Regions from separate parts of the Rattus norvegicus genome. Here region 2 is linked to region 1. A link is a contact called in public Hi-C data. All regions are on one chromosome and are shown on one strand. The core of a region is the stretch at or near the end of the contact, and the rest is flanking DNA. Distances in the headings are between cores, read along the strand shown. Region 1 holds the start of Ankrd55 (ankyrin repeat domain 55). Region 2 overlaps Il6st (interleukin 6 cytokine family signal transducer).

Evidence for each region. A called contact is a pair of places that touch in the nucleus more often than the background predicts.
Region 2: a contact with region 1 is called in a Hi-C map of liver, with 2.4 times the contacts expected there. The contact joins the enhancer-like site here to the promoter of Ankrd55 in region 1. A contact is called at or near these places in 10 of 12 Hi-C or Micro-C datasets (the A7r5 cell line, the Rat2 cell line, Schwann cells and 6 more).

Annotation. Positions count from the first base shown.
Region 1 is chr2:45,646,338-45,649,037 of GRCr8, reverse strand. It overlaps Ankrd55 (ankyrin repeat domain 55), which reads right to left and starts at 1,252. Exons shown (of 10, transcript NM_001270039.1): 1 at 253-1,252. The coding sequence starts at 346. The region is part of intron 3 of LOC103691456 (a long non-coding RNA gene); the gene reads left to right.
Region 2 is chr2:45,833,859-45,836,917 of GRCr8, reverse strand. It overlaps Il6st (interleukin 6 cytokine family signal transducer), which reads right to left. Exons shown (of 15, transcript NM_001008725.3): 15 at 1-2,838. The coding sequence ends at 2,098. It overlaps LOC134485838 (a long non-coding RNA gene), which reads left to right. Exons shown (of 2, transcript XR_010064089.1): 2 at 1-410. Among named protein-coding and RNA genes, the nearest start is that of Il6st, 25 kb to the right of the region's middle. Within about 2 kb of position 1,752, at least 9 of the 93 cell types and tissues checked have an H3K27ac peak or open chromatin away from gene starts, as enhancers often do. A contact at or near this core is called in kidney and liver, where this site is marked.

The sequences.
Region 1 (2,700 bases), core at 3-2,502:
TGGAAACAACCCACTCCATAATAATATGTGAAACATAATAGGTGACTAGTAGGTGAAAGATGATGAAGTTCTGTGTCCAATGTCATGCTGAGAGGTGCCAAGGGATTCTACAGAGCCACAGGCAAGATGCCTGCAATATCCTGTGGTCAGTCAAAAAGAATTTCATTAGTATGGCTCATCTCAAAAGACAATCTCTGAAAGAGTAATGCATCTCATCCCAGGTTTTTTAAAAAAAATGCACAAACAGCTTACCTTCACTGTCACAACATTCTAGGATGGACGGATCCTCCCGGATCACGGCAGTCAGAGAGTTGACATCTCCATTCGATGCTGCCTGATACACCATTGTCAGGTCGACTTCTTCAGATGAGTCACCTACACAAACCAGATACTCTGTTAGTGTGCAAAGTGAGTTCACTCAAAGGATACCACAGACCAGATTGTCACCCACACAAGTGAGTCACTAAACCTTCCTCTCCAGTGAATCCAGGCAGAGGCGGGGTCAGCTTAGTCATATACTCTCTTCTGAAGGGACACTTCTGAAGAAAAGTGGGCCACTCTAGGTCATTCGCACACTACCACATGTTGGCAAGGAGCCTTGGGATTGACGTGTTATGACTCTTTAGGCATTGAGGTTTCCCAAAATCAGAGAGACCAGTAAGGGAAGAGGGCCATCTTCTTCATTTCAATCTATTCTTCAAGATCTGAAGCATACTATGTTTTCTCTTTTGTTTGTTTCTGTTTAGAGCCACGGTCCTGTGTAGCCCAGGTTGGCCTTAATTTTCTATGTAGCTGAGGCTGACCTTGGATTTCTGATTCTCTTACACCCACCCCTGAGAGTTGGCATTTGCAGACGTGGGCTGCTATGCCTGGTTTTGTGCAATTGTTGGAAATTGAAAACATGTGCTCTCTAGGTAAGCCCTCTACCAACTGAACTACATCCATGGACATATTACCGGTCTTCTTAGTACCTCACTTTGTCCATCTTTGGGAGAAGCATTATGGTCATTCCTCTCTCTCTTCCAAAGATGTTCGTACCTTGATCTTAGCTCACTATCTATCTCCAGATGCCCTTATCCTGTTGCTTCACATGGGAGGCCCTGGAGACTGGGAAGGGAGAAGATGGGGCTCTCCTCCCTTGCTGAGCATCTAGCAGTAGCTGCCTCCTTCCTACCAGGAGCTTTCCCTATGCAGAACTAGCTCTCACGTGGCCCCCTCACAACCTGCCCACCACTGCTGTCCAACTGTAAGTTGAGCAATAGCTTTTTGTTGGTGTTCATCTGTAGCACTGCTATTTGCATCTTGTGCCTCGTTTTGCATATTTTCCCTTCCATTAAAGCCATTTTCAATCACCTGGGTTTGTATAGATGCTATTTCTAGAAGAACCTAGGTTGTACAAAACAAACTGCTTTGAATGAGGGAGCCAACTGTTTACTCTGCCTTTGTGAAGAATTGATCCAACAATGTTACTGCCAAGGATGACCACAGACTGCAGTCAGGTGACTCCCAGAATTCGCAGAGAAGCAAGCTCTCCTGTGGAGATGCCTTGAGACAGGCTATGCCGAGCCCCTCTATCAGTGACACCCGTGCTTGTTTTCTCCGAGTGTAACTGATGTTCAGAGAAAGAATATCTCAACGGTTTTAAAGTTGTGTTTTTCTTCTCCTGTGGACAATAGGGCCATTGGCCTTTTGGTTCTTTGAACTTTAGCTGGCACGCATCCTAGAGTTTTGTTTTGGTTTCTCTGTCCCCGTGTTTCTGAGAAACCATTAATGATTTTTAACCAGCTAGCCAGTCCAATGCAAGGACCGCTTACTTACAACAGCATCGTTTTGTAAAGTGGGCCACTGCTTTCTAACTCCTCCACATTTGGTTTTGTGTTTCATATTTTGAAGCAGCCTCTCCTGTCATTTGTGCGACAGGTGAAGGGTCAGATACCTTAGGTACAAGCCAGGCTTGTGCTAACTGGCTATGTGGAAGTTTGGACCAGGCACCCTCACCTGGCTTAGCTTCCTTACTTGTAATGTGGAGATCTTGACAACACTGACAACTGTCTCCCTTGGGTGGAGTGACACTGTGGTAATACTAATCCTGTGTGCTTAATAGCAGCCTGGCATTTAGTAAGCATTTTTTAGTACCTGCTATTTATACTGCCCCACTCAAAAACTTTTAGCTTATTTAGACAGTATTACATGTCTGAGGTATATGTTTAAAATGGGGCTCTTGTTGAAGGCTATGAAAGAAGCCATATATTGTTTAGATTTTGTTACAAATCTTCCCATAACTCATGCAGGACGGTGTCATTATGCAGCAAGGCAGGTCCAGGATAAAGTGAAGCCTAACACTGGATGAGAAGGAAGGTTAGGTGGGGGGGGGCAATCTAGGAGGGAGAGAGGAGGAGGAGGAGAAGCAGGAGAATCAAGATGGGGACGACAGAGCAGGATGATCCACGTGGACTAGGTCATTTTATCTTGTCTAGGTAGGCGGTTTCTATCTTTACTAACTGGCAGTGAATTTATTGTGGGCATGTATTGTGGATTGAGAATTTAACAGATAAATCTGATTGATAAATTACAAGTTTCTAGAACTTTGATTTTACAGGGGACATGAGCAAAGTCCCCAGCGGGCAGAGAGACAGCCCGGAGAGGCTGGCAATAGACTCCTCCAGGATAGCGTGGCATGGTGCCACAATAGAATGGCCC
Region 2 (3,059 bases), core at 503-3,002, 190 kb before region 1:
ATCCCCCGAGGGAATGTTCATGCAGTGGGCACAATGGCAAACTCTCTTCCACCAGGCTCGTCTTCAGTGAGCTGTGTTCATCCCTGACCTCACGCTGGTAACTCCCTACCCCAGGACAGACTTCACACTACAACGTTCACAGCAGCGCACAGGTACACTGCTCGCTGTGAGAGGATGGGAAATTTAGCAAGTGTTAATTTCCTGGCAGATACACATACATAGGGAGCTCAGTCCTGCCGGGCCCAGGCTTCCATGCCCAACTTGAATGGTGATGGTGCCAGCCTTGTAGTGTGAATTCTGGTCTCTCTGACCCTGACCTGGCCTTCCTGTGCCCGACTTTCATCATCTAACTTCAATCCTGGCATTTTAGCAATTCTAGGCTGGTTTTGCCAAGAAGGCAACTGAATACCAGAGCAAAGCACGTACAGTCCCATGAGGATTATACACGTGAAAGGACTCAGAACAGGATTACCTAGTATAAAAATATAACGATAACACATCACAAGTAGAGTATAAACAGTCCTCTGAGTGAACGGCAAAACCACATCCAGCTCAGTGCACATCAACTCCTCCTCAGCCACCGTGGGGCAGCGGCTATGAATGATTAAGGGCCATGTTCTGAAACTTTAATCCTTTTCCTGTGCGCACACTTGGTGGTAATCAACCACTAATGGCGCTCAGTCAACTCCTGCCCACCCAGGACATGTCACTGGAAAGTTAGGCGCATACATAATGGCTTTAGTGCTAAACACCGGATGTCCAGGCTATTCCTTAACAAAGCAACCTAAGGAACAGGTTTAAGATAGTCCTAAATCCTGTGTAAAACTCTACCTCATAAATGGCAGATATTAAAACTACCTGGTCGGGTGTGTGGCAGCGCACACCCGAAGTCCCAACACTCAGGAAGCTGAGACAGGAGGATCGCTTGAGCCTACATAACATAGTGAGATGTGTAGGTGAGCTCAGTGGTAGTGTCTAGCATGTACAAGGCTGTGGGCTCAATCCCCGCCCAGCAAACTAACAAAACCCTCACGGCTTCGTCAGCTTTGTAGGAGGACTTCTGCCACGGTGGTGGTCACAGACATCGGTGCGTGAGCTCTGGGACTCGCCTGAGCCTCTGGGCAATGCCACCCTTCAGCAAACACCTTGCTAGTCTTAAAAACAAAAACAAGGTGGAGTCAATTAAAGTAATGTACAGTTGAAGACATTCTGGATAAAGTGCTTCCTCCACCAACATCTGGAATCATCTGTCCCTGGTGTGTTTATATACGTTCAGAAAAATGTCAGCAACTTAAGTCTTTAAAAACAGCAAATTTTTAAGTCAAGTGGTGGTGGTGGTACATGCCTTTAACCCCAGTACTCCGGAGGCTGAGGCAGACAAATCTCTGTGAGTTTGAGGCCAGCCCGGTCCACTAGAGTGTTGGTGAAACTGACTTTGAAAAATGTTATCACTAATAAGCAGGTTTCTGTGAGGTTTTAGGTGAATATAAGGTAATGGGTTCTTCTATGCTGCTTCTCTTGAAAGTTCGTCCTTTTCTTCAGTAATAACTGGAAGCATCGATACCAACGGCACCAAACAAGCCAAGATTCTCTAATAACAAACCCAGAAATGAGCCACCCTGCCCCCTCCACTCTTTTTTTTTTTTTTTTGATAGGTGACACAATCTGGGCAGTCTGCCCGGGGAACTCTGACATGAAGCTGCTGGCTGAGGAGGGTTAGACCTTTGCTCCCGGCATCTGAATGGTCAGTCTCACCACCAGCACAGCTGAGCGACGCCATGGCTCGGCTCGGCTCATTTAAATTCCCCACTTTCTATGGAGCAAAACAAAAGCTTTACAAACTCAGACACACTTAGTTTTCAGCAGTGCAAACATTCTGAAACAGCGCAGAGTCCTCCAGCTATTCAGAGGATAAAGTCAGTTCATGTAGTGCTTGAAGGAGAATCCCAGATACTCTGGAATGGAGATGGCCCAGTTGTGACTTTGTCCTTAAAGGCAATGGTTATCATCAGGGACTGAAGATTATTTCCCATCTGAAGTCACGAGCATTTTAGCTTTACTTCGCAGTCCCGCTGAGGTCCCGCAGGAGCCGGTCCCTCACTGTGGCATGTAGCCACCTTGTCTTACAGTCTGTGGCAAGTAACTTTTGGAAATGTCTTCATCCATCGCTGTCTCCATTCCAACAGATTCGAATCTCTCTATCTGTCCATCAGTCCCTGTGCCAAGAGCATCTGCCACAGAACCTTCCTGAAACAGCCTCCGTTGCTCGGAGCCATAGGGCTCTGAAATGTGATCTGAAACCTGCTGCTGTTTCAGTCTGACAAAATCCTCCTCACTGCCTGACGGAACCTGGCTTGACCTTTCGAAGTGTGAAACATCTGGACTGGCTCCAGGCTGACTGCAGCTTTGTTTGAAATACTGTTGCCTGGGTAAGATCTCGTCACCGCTGTCCACACTATCCACCAGCTGCAGGTCCTCTGGCCGCTCCTCGGAGTCTAGCAGGGGCTGGGTGGACTCAGACCTTGAGAACACTTGCACTGACGGCACCTGGTGCCTGTAGCCGCTGTGCACCACGGTGGAGTACTGCACCGTGCTTGCGGTGCTCTGAGCAGACTCGTTCTCCTCACTGCTGGAGATGCTGGGCCTAGAAGAGGACATGCACGAGGACCCCCCAATGCCACTGCTGTGCCCTTCTGTACTTATTTTCTCCTTCTTGAACAGGTCCAAGGATTTCAGGTCATCTGGACAAGGCTTTTTGTTGTTTGCTTCTATTTCCACAACGCTTACGTCAGTGAAATTGGCATCTGAGTACATCTGATCTTTGGAGTTAAAATTGTGCTGGAAAGAGAAAAATGAATGAATGAATGATACTCTGGGCATATTTCGACTTTTTAAATCACTGAGCCATTGCTCTGAGCCCTATATTACAGCTTTTTTAAATAAAAACATGTAAGGGCTTGTGTGTGGTTGAAACCGTTAAGTGACTTCCAGGGGTGAGAATCATCCACCTCGAGGAGTCTTAGCAACCAGCTGAATGCAGACAAATAAAGCAAACCAAG